Linked DNA regions of Macaca mulatta: region 1 is linked to region 2. Evidence: chromatin contacts called from public Hi-C data. All regions are on one chromosome and are shown on one strand. Each heading gives the region's core, a stretch centred on a gene start, on an enhancer-like site or on the middle of the called end of the contact. The rest is flanking DNA. Distances are from core to core; before and after follow the strand shown. Region 1 holds the start of CEBPG (CCAAT enhancer binding protein gamma). Region 2 holds the start of CEBPA (CCAAT enhancer binding protein alpha).

Evidence for each region. A called contact is a pair of places that touch in the nucleus more often than the background predicts.
Region 1: a Hi-C map of fetal cortex germinal zone shows a contact between it and region 2, with 1.8 times the contacts expected there. The contact joins the promoter of CEBPG here to the promoter of CEBPA in region 2. A contact is called at or near these places in 3 of 14 Hi-C or Micro-C datasets (cortical neurons, fetal cortex germinal zone and liver).

The regions. Positions count from the first base shown.
Region 1 is chr19:44,669,541-44,676,584 of T2T-MMU8v2.0, forward strand. CEBPG (CCAAT enhancer binding protein gamma) reads left to right here and starts at 4,372. Exons shown (of 2, transcript NM_001260600.1): 1 at 4,372-4,537.
Region 2 is chr19:44,603,305-44,609,642 of T2T-MMU8v2.0, forward strand. It overlaps CEBPA (CCAAT enhancer binding protein alpha), which reads right to left and starts at 1,281. Exons shown (of 1, transcript XM_015123509.3): 1 at 1-1,281. The coding sequence starts at 1,161. The coding sequence ends at 88. LOC144337379 (a long non-coding RNA gene) reads left to right here and starts at 4,025. Exons shown (of 3, transcript XR_013410425.1): 1 at 4,025-4,158. LOC144337375 (a long non-coding RNA gene) reads right to left here. Exons shown (of 2, transcript XR_013410421.1): 2 at 5,751-6,338. It also overlaps the pseudogene LOC106994705.

The sequences.
Region 1 (7,044 bases), core at 3,122-5,621, 69 kb after region 2:
GACGGACATTTTCCCGGCTCTCAAATATTACAGATACAGTCCATATCTCCTGTCAAAGGTGGTTAATTTGGCTCATTAGTTTTTCAGAAACTTTCCAAATATACATTAATTTATTTCAGTGTGCATAGTAAACTTCTATTGATCTGGCTTTCAAATACAAAAAATTCAAATTACTAAATTGTTCCTCCACTCTACCTTGTGGAAACAAATGAAATAAGGTGTGGTAACTAAGGAACTGCTCTTGAAAAAAATACCTTTTAGGATACAACATAGGGTCAACATCAGGACCTTCAATATTATGTGTGTTTAGTCCCTGAATCAACAAAGCAGTATAAGTACAGCTTGGCCTCATTTTGCAGTGTGTTTTAGTCTACTATGATTCTATGGATGCAATTTGTTTATAATTCATGTATGAGCATTGTGGTAATAACAGCTAACACTTTTTTTTTTTGAGACAGAGTCTCGCTTGGTTTCCCAGGCCGATCTAGGCTCACTGCAATCTCTGCCTCCTGGGCTCATGTGATCCTCCCACCTCAGCCTCCTGAACAGCTGGGACCATAGGCACATGCCACCCATCACACCCGGTATTTTGGGAGACCAAGGTGGGAGAATCATAAGCCCAGGAGTTCGAGACTGGCCGGGAAAACATAGTGAGATGCCACCTCTAAAAACATTTTCAAAACAAACCAGATGTGGTGATGCATGCCTGTATTCCTAACTACTTGGGAGGCTGAGGTGGGAGGACTGCATAAGCCCAGGAGTTCAAGGCTGCAGTGAGCTATGATCATGCCATTGCACTCCAGCTGCAGCCTCCCAAAGTGCTGGGATTACAGGAGTGAGCCACTCTACCTGGCCATGTAGCTAATACTTTTGAGGTCGTACTATGTACCAAGCAGGCACTGTTTTAGGGGCCTAACACACTATTTTCTTTAATCCTAAGGGCGACACTGTTGTCTTCTCCATTTACAAATGACAGGGAGGTTAAGCAATTTGGCCAAGGCTGCATATCTAGTAAGTGGTGAAGCTGTGGACACTAGAGTTCATATCTCTTAGGTAACTAATATAGTTAATCATAGTGGCTGTCAGGTAGCTATAGTATTCAATGAACAGGACATTCTACTTCCCAAGTCCTTTGGAGGGGTTTTTTTTTTTTAATTTTAATTTTTTTTAATTAAATAGAGATGAGGGAGGTCTCACTATGTTGCCCAAGCTGGTCTTGAACTCCTGGCCTCAAGTGATCCTCTCACCTGGACTTCCCACAGTGCTCTAAAGGCTACTCATTCTTTGGATTTGTAGAATATATACTGATTACCAGTAAGGCGGAGATATGCAGGAACTTTTTCTTTTACTGTGATGGCTTGGATCCCTGTGACTTGTAAAAAAGCTACATAGTAGACCTCCAAGGCTTTACCAGGCTCTCATTTCCTTATGGAGAGAGCAAATCTTTCTGAAGCTTCCATCTTTTAGGTAAAAATCTGAATGCTTCTTGGGTCCACATGGCCCTGCCTATCTTGTTGGTCTCCACTTTACTTTCAGCCACTTTAGCCTTAAATTTCTCATATCTATAATCTCATGCCTATAAATCCTAGCACTTTGAAAGGCCGAGGTGGGTGCATCACTTGCCCCAGGAGTTTGAAACCAGCCTGGGTAACACGGTGAAACCCCAACTCGACAAAAATTACAAAATTTAGCCAAGCATGGTGGCACATGCCTTGTAGTCCCAGTTGCTTAGGAGGCTGAGGTGGGAGGATCACCTGAGCCCAGGAGGTCGAAGCTGCAGTGAGCCATACTCATCCCACTGCACTCCAGCCTAGGTGACAGAAAGAAAAACTGTGTGATTACCAAATGCCTGTCTGCCTGGCTCTGAGTGTAAGTTCCATGTGGGCAGAGACTGTGTGTTTGTCTTGCTCATTGCTGAATCTCCAGCACTTAGCCTACGGCTTAGCGCATAGTTGGCACCAAATGCATACTTGTAAACTGAGTAGAAGAAAAAACTACCAGCTACCAGCTGAAAAGGAAATAAATACCTGAGTGTCCTGGGCACTGACTAGACTTGCTGGGTGTGTAAGAAGGCCTGCCCAGACACAGATACAAAGAATGCTGGAACAGCTTGGCAGAGCGGTTTGCAAACCAGAGGATAACTGAATATACCTATACAAGTTCTTTTTTTCCCCTTACACATTTTTTTTCTTTTCCTTTTTTTTTTTTTTTTTTTTTTTGAGATGGAGCCTTGCTCTGTCACCCAGGCTGGAGTGCAGTGGCACGATCTCAGCTCACTGCCAACCTCTGCCTCCCAAGTTCAAGCAATTCTTCTGCTTCAGCCTCCCGAGTAGCTGGGATTACAGGCACCCGCCACCACGTCCAGCTAATTTTTGTATTTTTAGTAGAGACAGGGTTTCACCATGTTGTCCAGGGTGGTCTCAAACTCCTGACCTCAGGTGATCCACCCGCCTCGGCCTCCCAAAGTGCTGGCATTACAGGCGTGAGCTACTGCGCCCAGCCCCCTTGTACATTTAAGTGATTAGGAAATATTCAGGGTAAAATTATGATTTTGTGAGCAATAAATCACAATCCTATTTTAATACCACTAAAATCTTGATCAAAGCAAGTTCAGGCAGGACTTGGTTACTCATGCCCATAATCCCAGCAATCTGGGAGGCCGAGACAGAAAGATCACTTGAGCCCAGGAGTTTGAGACCAGAGTGGACAATATGGTGAGACCTCATCTCTACAAAACATTTTTTAAAAATTAGCTGGGTGTGATGGTGCATGCCTATAATCCCATCTACTTGGGAGGCTGAGGTGGGAGCATGGCTTGAGACCAGGAGGTCGAGGCTGCAGTGAGCTGTGATCAAGCTGTGACGGTGCCATTGCACTCTAGCTGGGGCAACATAGCAAGACCCTGTCTCAAAAGAAAAAAAAAAAGAAGTTTCTTTTTCAGCTCAGAATACGAGAGCCAACGTGAAGAAACACACTTGTTTTGACGACGCTTACTCTCCCAAGTGTGGATCTGTGAGCATTATTCCTTGTTTTTTTTTTTGGAGACAGGGTCTCATCCTGTGGCTCAGGCTGGAGTGCAGTGGCTCAGTCTCAGCTCACTGTAACCTCCGCCTCTCAGGCACAAGCCATTCTCCCATCTCAGTCTCCAGAGTAGCTGGGACCACAGGCACAGCGCCACCACACCCGGCTAATCTTTGGTATTTTTGGTAGAGACAGGGTTTTTCCATGTTGCTCAAGCTGGTCTCTAATTCCTGACCTGAAGTGATCCAACTGCTTCCGCCTCTCAAAGTGCTGGGATTACAGGCCTGAGCCACCGCACCTAGCCCATTGTTCACGTTTGTGACCCCTTTTAATTTTTATTTATTGCTTTATCATCTTACTGATTCCTCGAAACAATCTTACGGGGCGAGCCGGTTCCATGGGCGCTGAAGAAACATTTCCTCTTTCAAAGCCTCAATTTTTTGAACGATACGCATTGCTAAAGAGGAAGCAATCAAACCTATCAGGCGAGCTCTGCCCTCCGCCCAGCGAGCTGCTGCTTCCTGGTGTTAAAACGCTTTCGGGTCCTCCTGGCGAGTTTTAAGTCACACTGGATCGCTGCTCATTTTCAGAGAGCACCTCGCACCCATTCACCTGGAAGGCACCCAAGGGGAATCGATTTAGGAAATTCACTTCATGTCACCCTAACAACAAAGCACAGCCTGCAGCTTTCACCCATGTGACATCAATGCTAATCCTATGTGCGAAACATTTGGGTTCATTCGATTTTTTAAAAATTAGTAACAGAGATGGGGTCTCGCCATGTTGTCCAGGCTGGTCTCCACCGCCTGGGCTCAAGCCGTTCTCCCGCCTCGGCCTCCCTCGGCGCTGAGATTACAGGCGGGAGCCACCGCGTCAGCCTCCTCTCGTTTTTCGGCGACAGGGCCAGCCCGCCTGCGGGAAGTTCCGTTCGGAGAAACTCTGTGAGGGACGCCGCGGGGGCTCCCAGGGGACGCGGCGAAATCAAAACAGTCACCGGTGGTTCACAAAACTACCTCAGGAAATGCTTCCAAAGGCAGGTCTGGCCTTCACAAGGCGACGGCTCTTCAGCCTCCGACACGAACCTGAGTAGTCCACAGCACTGGGCCGCAGCCAGCCCGGGCAAGCCGCCGAGCGACCGCGGACGCCGTAGCGAGCAGCCGCCTGCTCCCGCCACACCCGCCGAGCCAGCCGCGCGGAATCCACGCCCCCGCCGTGTGCCCGCCTCCCTCCTCTATCCGGCCCACGATTGGTCGGGTGGGGTGCCCGTCGCGAGAGAAGGCGGTGCCTCCCGCAGGCCGGCGCTCCCATTGGTCAGGATGGCGGCGACGGCGCGCGCGACCCGGCGACGAGGGGAAGCCGGTGGCCGCGGCTGCGGAACGGGCGGAGGCTGCCGGTTTCGTAACCGTCGCTCCTCCTCGCTGACTCGCGGGCTGTGAGGCCTGGGTCGGCTCGGGCCGCACCGCGCGGGGCCGCTCGGAGTGGAGGCCGCCTGGGGGCAGGCGGGCTGGAGGAGCAGGTAAAGAGGCCGCGGCGGGCGCCCTGAGATCGGGGAGGAGGAGGCCGCGGCGGTGCCGGCCGCTCGCCTGGGCGCGGGCCCGGCTCGGGGAAACCCAGCCCCGGCCCCAGAAGGCTGGCTGGCTCGGGAAGGCCCCGCGAGGCTGGAGGCGCGGGCGGCGGCGCCGCGCGGCGTCTGATGCAACCTGCCGGCAACACCCGGCGGCGGGGACGCTGAGCTCATTCCTGGCCGCGGCCCAGCGCCGCGGCGCCGCCCGTCGACCCCCGCGCTGCCCGGGGCGCCCCTCGCGGCTGGCCGAGAGCGCGCGAACGGCCGGGGAATGCCCCCTGCGGAGCCCGGCCCCCTCTCGGTGAGACGGGCGGTGTGACCGGCCAGGCTTGCATTGGCCCCTGGGGATGAAGGGTGTTCCCAGAATAGCAGAAGGTGGACCGAATCGAGCTTTAGAATCCTGCTCTTCTAGAAGGGCTCAGCTTGCGGTGATCGAAAATCTGTTCAGAAGTTCAAAGACTGATCAATAAAATAGGGAAAGCAACTAGTTTTTAAATGCATGACTTCGCAGAGATAATATTTTGCTTTGTGGAGCTGTTTGAATGTCCTGCACTTTACTGTTGAACGTAGTTTAGAAGAACACGCAACACCCACGGGTCAAATAGAGAAGAAATGAAGCACTTCGCGGGCATGGTTGGAGGGAGCGGAGCAGGGCAAACAGCCAGCAGAGGTGTCCAGATGCGGAGGATGGAAATACATGTGTGTGGGGGAGGAGAGTCTGTTTTCCAGGGTAGCTGGTGTGTTGCTTCTCTTCCCTAGGTTTACTGTTTGGTTTTCCCCTTGTTTGAGGTTTATACTGTAATCTGGCATCCTGAAATGTATAAGATTTAGAAAGGTCTCAGTGTTGATGGGTGACACCAAAATTGGTAGTTGTGTCAAAATTGACTGCCTGTATGAATAGGTTGTCACTTAAGGCAGACTTCTCCCATAGATGTGTGACTCGCCGAGAAAATTTTAAAAGAAAATCCTGTAAGGGCTTGCTTTACGAAGACATTCTACATCTAGAAGCTCTTGATGTTTAAGATGTGATCATCTGTTAGCCCTTGAGTAGTATTTGGGATAAGCCGTTCATAAGGTCAGTTCTGCTTCTGGAAAAAGTTGCTGTAAACAAGGCTTAAATAATTACAGGGTACCCAGGAGCTGAAGCATATTTCAGCTTCTTGATTCCTGCTTCTGGTGGGCACACTTGGCTGGTTTAGTTATTTTTAATACCTGCTTTAAAAAAAGTAGGGGGAAACAAAACATTGAGAATATCCTTTAAATTCTCAAGAGCACATCATGTCTGTCCGCAAGGCTGGCTGATCTTGGAGAGATGGTTTCATCTCTGGGAAATTAAACACTATGTGCTGAGCCCCTGGTAAAGACAAATAGGACCTCATGGGGCTGAATTTGGTCTTATAGTCTAAGATTGCCTCACTTGGTCACAGTAATGGTAAGTACAGGTAGCTACGATTCCAGGTGTATTGTGCATTCTTGGGAGGGCTGGTTCCATGGGTGGTTGTATTGATAGGTACACTGGCCTCCTGCGTTTGTGGCTTTCTAGCTCTATCAGTAAAAAAAGAAAAAAATGAGCATGAGCTCCTAATGGTTGTTTATTTACAGTCTATTTGTTTTGTGTGTTGTAAATCACTTCAAAAGGATTGGGTTAGAAAGATGATGTTGATGTTCTTCTCATGCCCCAGTGACCCACTTCTGTACTCCCAGAAAGGGGACGTCCCCTCCCTCATGGACCCTGCAGTAGATGCATGTGAAGATCCGCAGGGAGACACGACGTGGCTGGAGTTGACAGACCTAGGGAACAGATCTTCCCAGATGCCCAAAGAAAAGAGAAAGCACAGACCATTTAGGATACAGATAGTGGTTTAGTACTGTCAAGATGTGGTGTGAGGGAGGAGAGAGGGTCAGGACCTTGGATTTGATCCTGTAGACTGGAGCCAGAGATGAATTTTCAGCAGGAGAGTGACTCACTCAGGTTTGAGTGTTCATTGCTCTGGAGACAGAGGTTGGAGGAAGCAGGCTAGACCAGAGACCAGTGTCCCTGAGAGATGATAGTGACCTGAGGTGAGTTCGATGGGATTGGGATGGAGAGGAAGGGTAGATGGGAAGTTTTTTTGTTTTAGGTGGAATTGTCAAATCCCAAAGACTAAATAGAGTTAGGACCAAGGAGAAACATCTATGACTGTTTTGAAATGTTGACCTTCATTGAGGAAACTGAGTGAAAAATTTATTTTGGTGGGCAAGGGGAGGAATATTGGATTCTAGGTGTGTGGAGAAAAGGGACAAAAGCATTGGGAAAATTCTTAGTAGGTTTATTTCCCCAGGTGAAACTTCAGAAAAATTTGATTTTGTTTTACTCATTCTAACATTGTGTGCGCTTTCAGTGTGACTGACATGAACGAACATTACTTGAATTAAGTTTGAATTGAAACAAAGCCTATTATCCAGTTAGTCCACCATTC
Region 2 (6,338 bases), core at 31-2,530:
TCGGGCAAGCCTCGAGATCCGGCGACCCCAAACCACCCCTGGGTCCCCGCCGGAGGCTGGCCCAGGGCGGTCCCTCAGCCGCGCGCCTCACGCGCAGTTGCCCATGGCCTTGACCAAGGAGCTCTCTGGCAGCTGGCGGAAGATGCCCCGCAGCGTGTCCAGTTCGCGGCTCAGCTGTTCCACCCGCTTGCGCAGGCGGTCATTGTCACTGGTCAGCTCCAGCACCTTCTGCTGCGTCTCCACGTTGCGCTGCTTGGCCTTGTCGCGGCTCTTGCGCACCGCGATGTTGTTGCGCTCGCGCCGCACCCGGTACTCGTTGCTGTTCTTGTCCACCGACTTCTTGGCCTTGCCCGTGCCGCCGCCGCCACTCGCGCGGAGGTCGGGGTGCGCGGCGCCCAGCCCCTTGAGCGCGCCGCCGGGGCCCGGCAGGCCGGCGGCGCCGAGCGCGGGCGCGGGGTGCGGGCTGGGCACGGGCGTGGGTGGCGGCGTAGGGTGACCGGGCTGCAGGTGCATGGTGGTCTGGCCGCAGTGCGCTATCTGGAACTGCAGGTGCGGGGCGGCCAGGTGCGCTGGCGGCGGGTGCGGGTGTGAGGGCGGCGGCGGCGGCGGCGGCTGGTAAGGGAAGAGGCCGGCCAGCGCCAGCTGCTTGGCTTCATCCTCCTCGCGGGGCTCCTGCTTGATCACCAGCGGCCGCAGCGCCGGCGCCCCGACGCGCTCGTACAGGGGCTCCAGCCTGCCGTCCAGGTAGCCGGCGGCCGCGCAGCCGTAGCCGGGCGGGGGCCCGTGCGCTCCCCCGGGCATGACGGCGCCCCCGGGGCCCGCGGGCGCGCCCGGGTAGTCAAAGTCGCCGCCGCCGCCGCCGCCGCCCGCGGGGCCCGCGGCCGCCTTGGCCTTCTCCTGCTGCCGGCTGTGCTGGAACAGGTCGGCCAGGAACTCGTCGTTGAAGGCGGCCGGGTCGATGTAGGCGCTGATGTCGATGGACGTCTCGTGCTCGCAGATGCCGCCCAGCGGCTCCGGGGCGGCAGGTGGGGCGGGAGGCTGCGCGGGGCCCGCGCCGCGGGGAAAGCCGAAGGCGGCGCTGCTGGGCGCGTGCGGGGGACTCTGCAGGTGGCTGCTCATCGGGGGCCGCGGCTCCGCCTCGTAGAAGTCGGCCGACTCCATGGGGGAGCTAGAGTTCTCCCGGCATGGCGAGCCTCGGCGGCCTCCAGCCTGCGCGGGGCGTCGCCGCCGCCCACCCGGAGACCCGACTCGCCCGCGCCCGCGCAGCTCCGGGTCGCGAATGGCCCGGCCCGCGCCGGCCCAGCTTTTATACCCCGCGGCCGCGTCGCCCCCTAGAGTCCGAGGCGGCCTCTGTCCCCGGGCGGCGGCGGCGCGGCGCCCGCTGGGTCCTAGCGCGCGGCCGGGATGGAGCGGCGAACAAGCGGGGCCCAGCGCTGCGCTCCTCAGGCAGGCCGCGGCGCAACGCCCACCGCCTCCTGCGCGACCAGCAGAGCCGCGGCGCTCGCTCCAAGCTCCGCCCCCGGCCCAGCTGTCGCCCCTGCGCCCTCGTGGTTGGTGGCGGGGGCCCCCTCCTCCCGCCTCCCCTAGGCACCCACATTCTGCCACGGCTGGGAGCCCAGGAGTATCCCGAGGCTGCATGGGGTAGGGGTGGGTGGCGGAGGGGAGTCTTGGTCTTGAGCTGCTGTGGCTCGGACTCTCTTTCAAAGCCAGAACCAGGCCTGTCCGGGACCCGCGTCCCGGGGAGGCTGCGGCGCAGAGCGGCGGGGCGGGCAGGGGCCGGTGGGGGGCCGTTTGGGACTCGCGGAGAGACCCGGAGCGCGGTGGCTCTGCGTCTCCTAGCTCTGATCTCCAGGCTACCCCTGTGATTCCGCGCAGAGGCACCTCTCGGAGGACGGTGGAATCCCACGGGCGGCGCCGCGCGGGGCGCTAGGACCCCGCGGGGAGCGGAGGCGGCCTCGGCCCGGGAGCCTGAAGGACCTGGCCGGTGGATCCGCCCGGGCTGGAAAACTTTCTTTATAATTACTTCTCCAGGCCGGAGCGCGCGACTTGCTAGGCGCGCGGGACAGGCGTTGTTACCCAGCGTGGAGTCGCCGATTTTTTTTCCTGAGGGACCGGCGGGCTCCGGGAATAGCCGAGCTGGACGCCGGGGCGACCATGGGGAGGGGCGCACCGAGGGAGGAGACAAACTTGACTCTGGGGCCGGGATCCCGAGGCGGGGGCCGCAGTCCGCGAGGCCCGAAGCCACCGCTTCCTCCCCCCACCCCCCATTCAGGTGGGCGCCAACGGCCGGAGCGAGGGTGTCCAGGCCGCCGGGGCCGCCAGGTCCGAGCACCCACAGGAAGAACTCTGCCCGGTAGTTCGCTGGGCGCTGTGATCCCCGGGATCCTGGGGACCGAGGCGGCTGGGCCCTGGGGCCCCTTGAGTGTGGCACGCTAACGCTTTCACCGCGGCGGGGGAAGGAGCTTGCTACAGAGACCCCCGGCCACGTGCGTCCCTCGCATTCTTTACCGCGGCCGGGGTGGGGGCTGCGGACTGTCAGCTGGGCCCAGATGGGGTCTTGGGGGCCCTCAAGTGTCTCCTGCCCCTGCCTGCGCCGCCTTTCGCCACTGGCTCTGAGGCCTGACGCAGTCTGGGTCCTGGCTAGAGGCGCGCTTGCCTCCAGGTGAGGGAAGACCCCCTTCACCTGTAGGAGGACCTGTGGCCTTCTTGAAGACCTGGCAAGGCGCCACGACCCGCCCAGGAGCCCCTGAGGGGGCGCAGCTAAAAACACCGCTGGAGAGCCCTGAGCTTCCACGACGATCGCAGTAAAGAAGCGGTTTCTTCTGGGCAATGCACACTGCGCTTTAATCAAGTTCCTATTCAACATAGTCCCAGTGATTAATAGCCCAACTGCTTCGTTTTCGGTCCAGAGCTCATAAACAAGATATTTTTAGCTTGACGCTTTTGGACGGGAGGGAGTAAAAACCAGATACGTTAAATAAATAACCCGATGTGAGCCGAAGAGCTGCTTGTTGAGCCAAATGCAGGACCCATTCATATACCATCCACCTGTGGAGGGAGACCTGGACGGAAATCAAAAAACACCCAGAGCGATTTGCATGTTTTTCTGCAGTGCTAAAACTAATGGCTTTTCCTAGCTAGGAACAAAGAAACGCCTCTATACATGCACGGTTCCCGGCCTGTGGAGTTGTGGGACGAAGGCGATGTCTGGCCTTTTTTGCACAGCTGCTGTTGCCTGCCCGGAGATCGGGAACTCTGCTGGGTAGGACTGGAAGAAACCTCAGTAATGGGAATAAGACTTCGTCCAATAGCGGGCTGATGAATGTGTGGGGGCGACAGTGGCAAGGAGTGGGGCTCCCGGCCTGGGGGTCTCCAACCCTAGGGGCCACAGGTCCTCCTACAATTGAACCAGAATTCACCCACCCGAGCCTGCCCTGTGCAGGGTGCCAAGAGCCCAGTGATGCGTGAGAAGGTGGCTTGTGCCTCTGGGAACTGGGACAGTGGGAGAGACTCGTAAGTTGTCACACAGAGGCTGCTGGGAGGAAGGAGGAGACAGAAGGAGTAGGGGATGGGACTTCATTCATTCATCAAATGCACAGGAGGCACAAATGGGAATCAAGGGTGGATGTGCTATGATGAAGAGACTTCCGGCCCTGAACAAGGTGGCGCTGTGGAGGAGGCAGAGATCAGATTTGTCTGGGGAGGTGTTATGGACTGAACTGTGTCCCTGCCCTAAATTCCTATGTTGAAGGCCTAACCCCCTCCATGTGACTGTATTTGGAGATAAGGCTTTTAGGAAGTCATTAAAGTGAGATGATGTCATATGGGTAGGGTCCTAATTTGATAGGATTGGTGGCCTTATCAGAAGAACAATGTCATGGGCGCGCACAGAAAGGAGGTGGCTGTCTGCAAGCGGGGAAGAGGCCCCTCGGCAGAACCTGACGGTGCTGGCAACTTGGCCTTGGCCTTGGGCATCCAGCCTCCAGAACCGTGAGAAATAAATGTTTATGGTAGGCCTATGATGGCAGCCTGTGTGGACTGAACCGGGGGGTGAGACAGGGCTTCATGCAGGAGCAGACCTTTGAGCTGGGCCTTGAAGGTTGAGCAGGAATTTGCTGGAAGGATAAGGGGGGAAGGCTCTTCTACGAGGAGGGAATGGTAAGTGCAAAGGTGGAGAGCCTGTGAGTGCATGTGTTCTGGTAACAAAGGACGAGATGTTTGGCAGGCTGGAGAGTGGGGTGAGGGAGGAGGGGCCTAGATAAGGCTGGATCCACAGACCGGGCTGGGCTGATGGCCAAGGCCACTGCAGGTGAAGGAGGAACCCTTATCTCCCAGGCTTTTGACCTCCAGTTTTTAGCAGGGGAGCTTCATCGTCCGATTTGGGTTCCTGAGAAGCTACTCCGGCCAAGACAGAGAGGGGGTGTTGACCAGATGGGAAGGATGGAGACTTGAGGCCCCAGTATGGAGCAGGCAGGGTAGATTTGAACAAGATGTCAGGACTTGGGGGGCTGAATGCCAGGCTTCTGGCTGGGATTACTACCCCCTGACATATGTAATGCCCAGGAAATTGGAGGCCCCTCTCCAAGCCCCCAGGAGGCAATTGGGGACTCATTCCAGGATACTCACCTGCCTGCTTTGTGGTTTTGGAGGAGAGGACCTTGGAGCAGTTGCTAAGATCCATCTACCGTGTTCTGGTTTTTCCTTGGAAGCCTAAGAGTGTACCTTGGGATGAGGAGGAAATGGTTTTGAGGGCAAGTGGTAGGTCTCTGGCTAGGCCCGGCTGGGTGCTCAAAGGACAAGGGGTATCTAGGGCACTAGGTAGAAGTGTCCTGCCCAAGCCCTAAAGCAGGAAATTAGCTGGGGAGTTGGAGTGAGACCCTGGGGTCGATGGAGCCACTTTCCATGGGAGATTCCCACGGGGTAAGGGAGGGGCGGGCTGATGCCTGACAGTCTCATAGACAGTCGGCTTGTGGCCGGAGAAGTGGGAGCAAAGGAGAAATCACCTCTAATTGAGAGAAGTGGCTCTGGCTCGTGTGCAATTGAGACAAAGCCAGTCATTAAGAGCAGCTTGTAAATTCTTCTGTCACCACCTTTAAGGTCCTTCTTCCTGAGGCTGTAGATGGGAGTGTATACAGGCCGGGTGTAGGGGGGTTAGCGTGAGTCCCCGGGAAACGGAGGTCCTGAGTTTTGGGTGCTCCAGGATGAAGCCTGGTTCTGGAGACAATTGCAGCACTAACCGTTTTGAGAAGACAAACAGAGCCCTAGAATTGTTTTATTTTACTTTGGTTTAACCTTCCTAATGCAAGGCCCATGAGAGAATTAGTACATAAGTTTGGAAATCAATCAAATTCTGAAGAGCAAAAACGGAACTAACCCTTCCTATGTAGTTTTCTGACTTTATCTGAAGCTGAAGTGTGTGTGTAAGATTGGTCGCTCCAAACAGGACCAATTCAGATAAGATAAAAGTCCAAAACTATGATTTCAGGCTCAGCTGAGCTCTGGCTAGGGGCACAAATGTCTAATATGGTCTATCTAATTATGTTTCAGTGATTCAGTAAGATACTCTCAAAGGCCTTCCTCAAATTAGACAAACAAAACAAAACAAAAAACACTAGTTACTTTTTGTTACAAATGGATTCACAAATGAGTTTTATACTGATTCGTTTTAGGCTTTAGATCTTGACACGTAAAGCGTATGAACTCAATGTATAATCAACCCAAAGTCTAGTGTTTCTTTTTCTTTCTTCTTCTTCTTCTTCTTTTTTTTTTTTTTTTTTTTTTTTTTTTTTTTTTTTGAGACAGGGTCTCACTCTGTTGCCCATGCTGGAGAGCAGTGGTTGGATCTCAGCTCAATGCAACCTCTACCTCCGAAGCTCAAGTGATCCTTCCACATTGGCTTCCCAAAGTGCTGGGATTTACAGGTGTAAGCCACTGTGCCTGGCCTAGTGTTTTTTATCAACAGGCATCCAGCTCTACCCACGAGATTACTCATCCTGTCTCCCCAGGAGGCTTTGTGTCCCCACCCAAATGTCACCTTGAATTATGATCCCTATAATCCCCACAATCCCCGTGTGTCAAGGGAGAGACCAGGTGGAGGTAACTGAATCATGGGAGCAGTTTCCCCCCAAGTTGTTCTCATGATAGTGAGTGAGTTCTCATGGGATCGGATGGTTTCATAAGGGGCTCTTCCCTCTTCTCTCGGCACTTCTCCTTCCTGCTGCCTTGTGAAGAAGGTGCCTTTCTCTTCCCCTTTGTCTTCTGCCATGATTGTAAGTTTCCTGAGGCCTCCCCCGCCATGCTGAACTGTGAGTCAATTAAACCTCTTTTCTTCATAAATT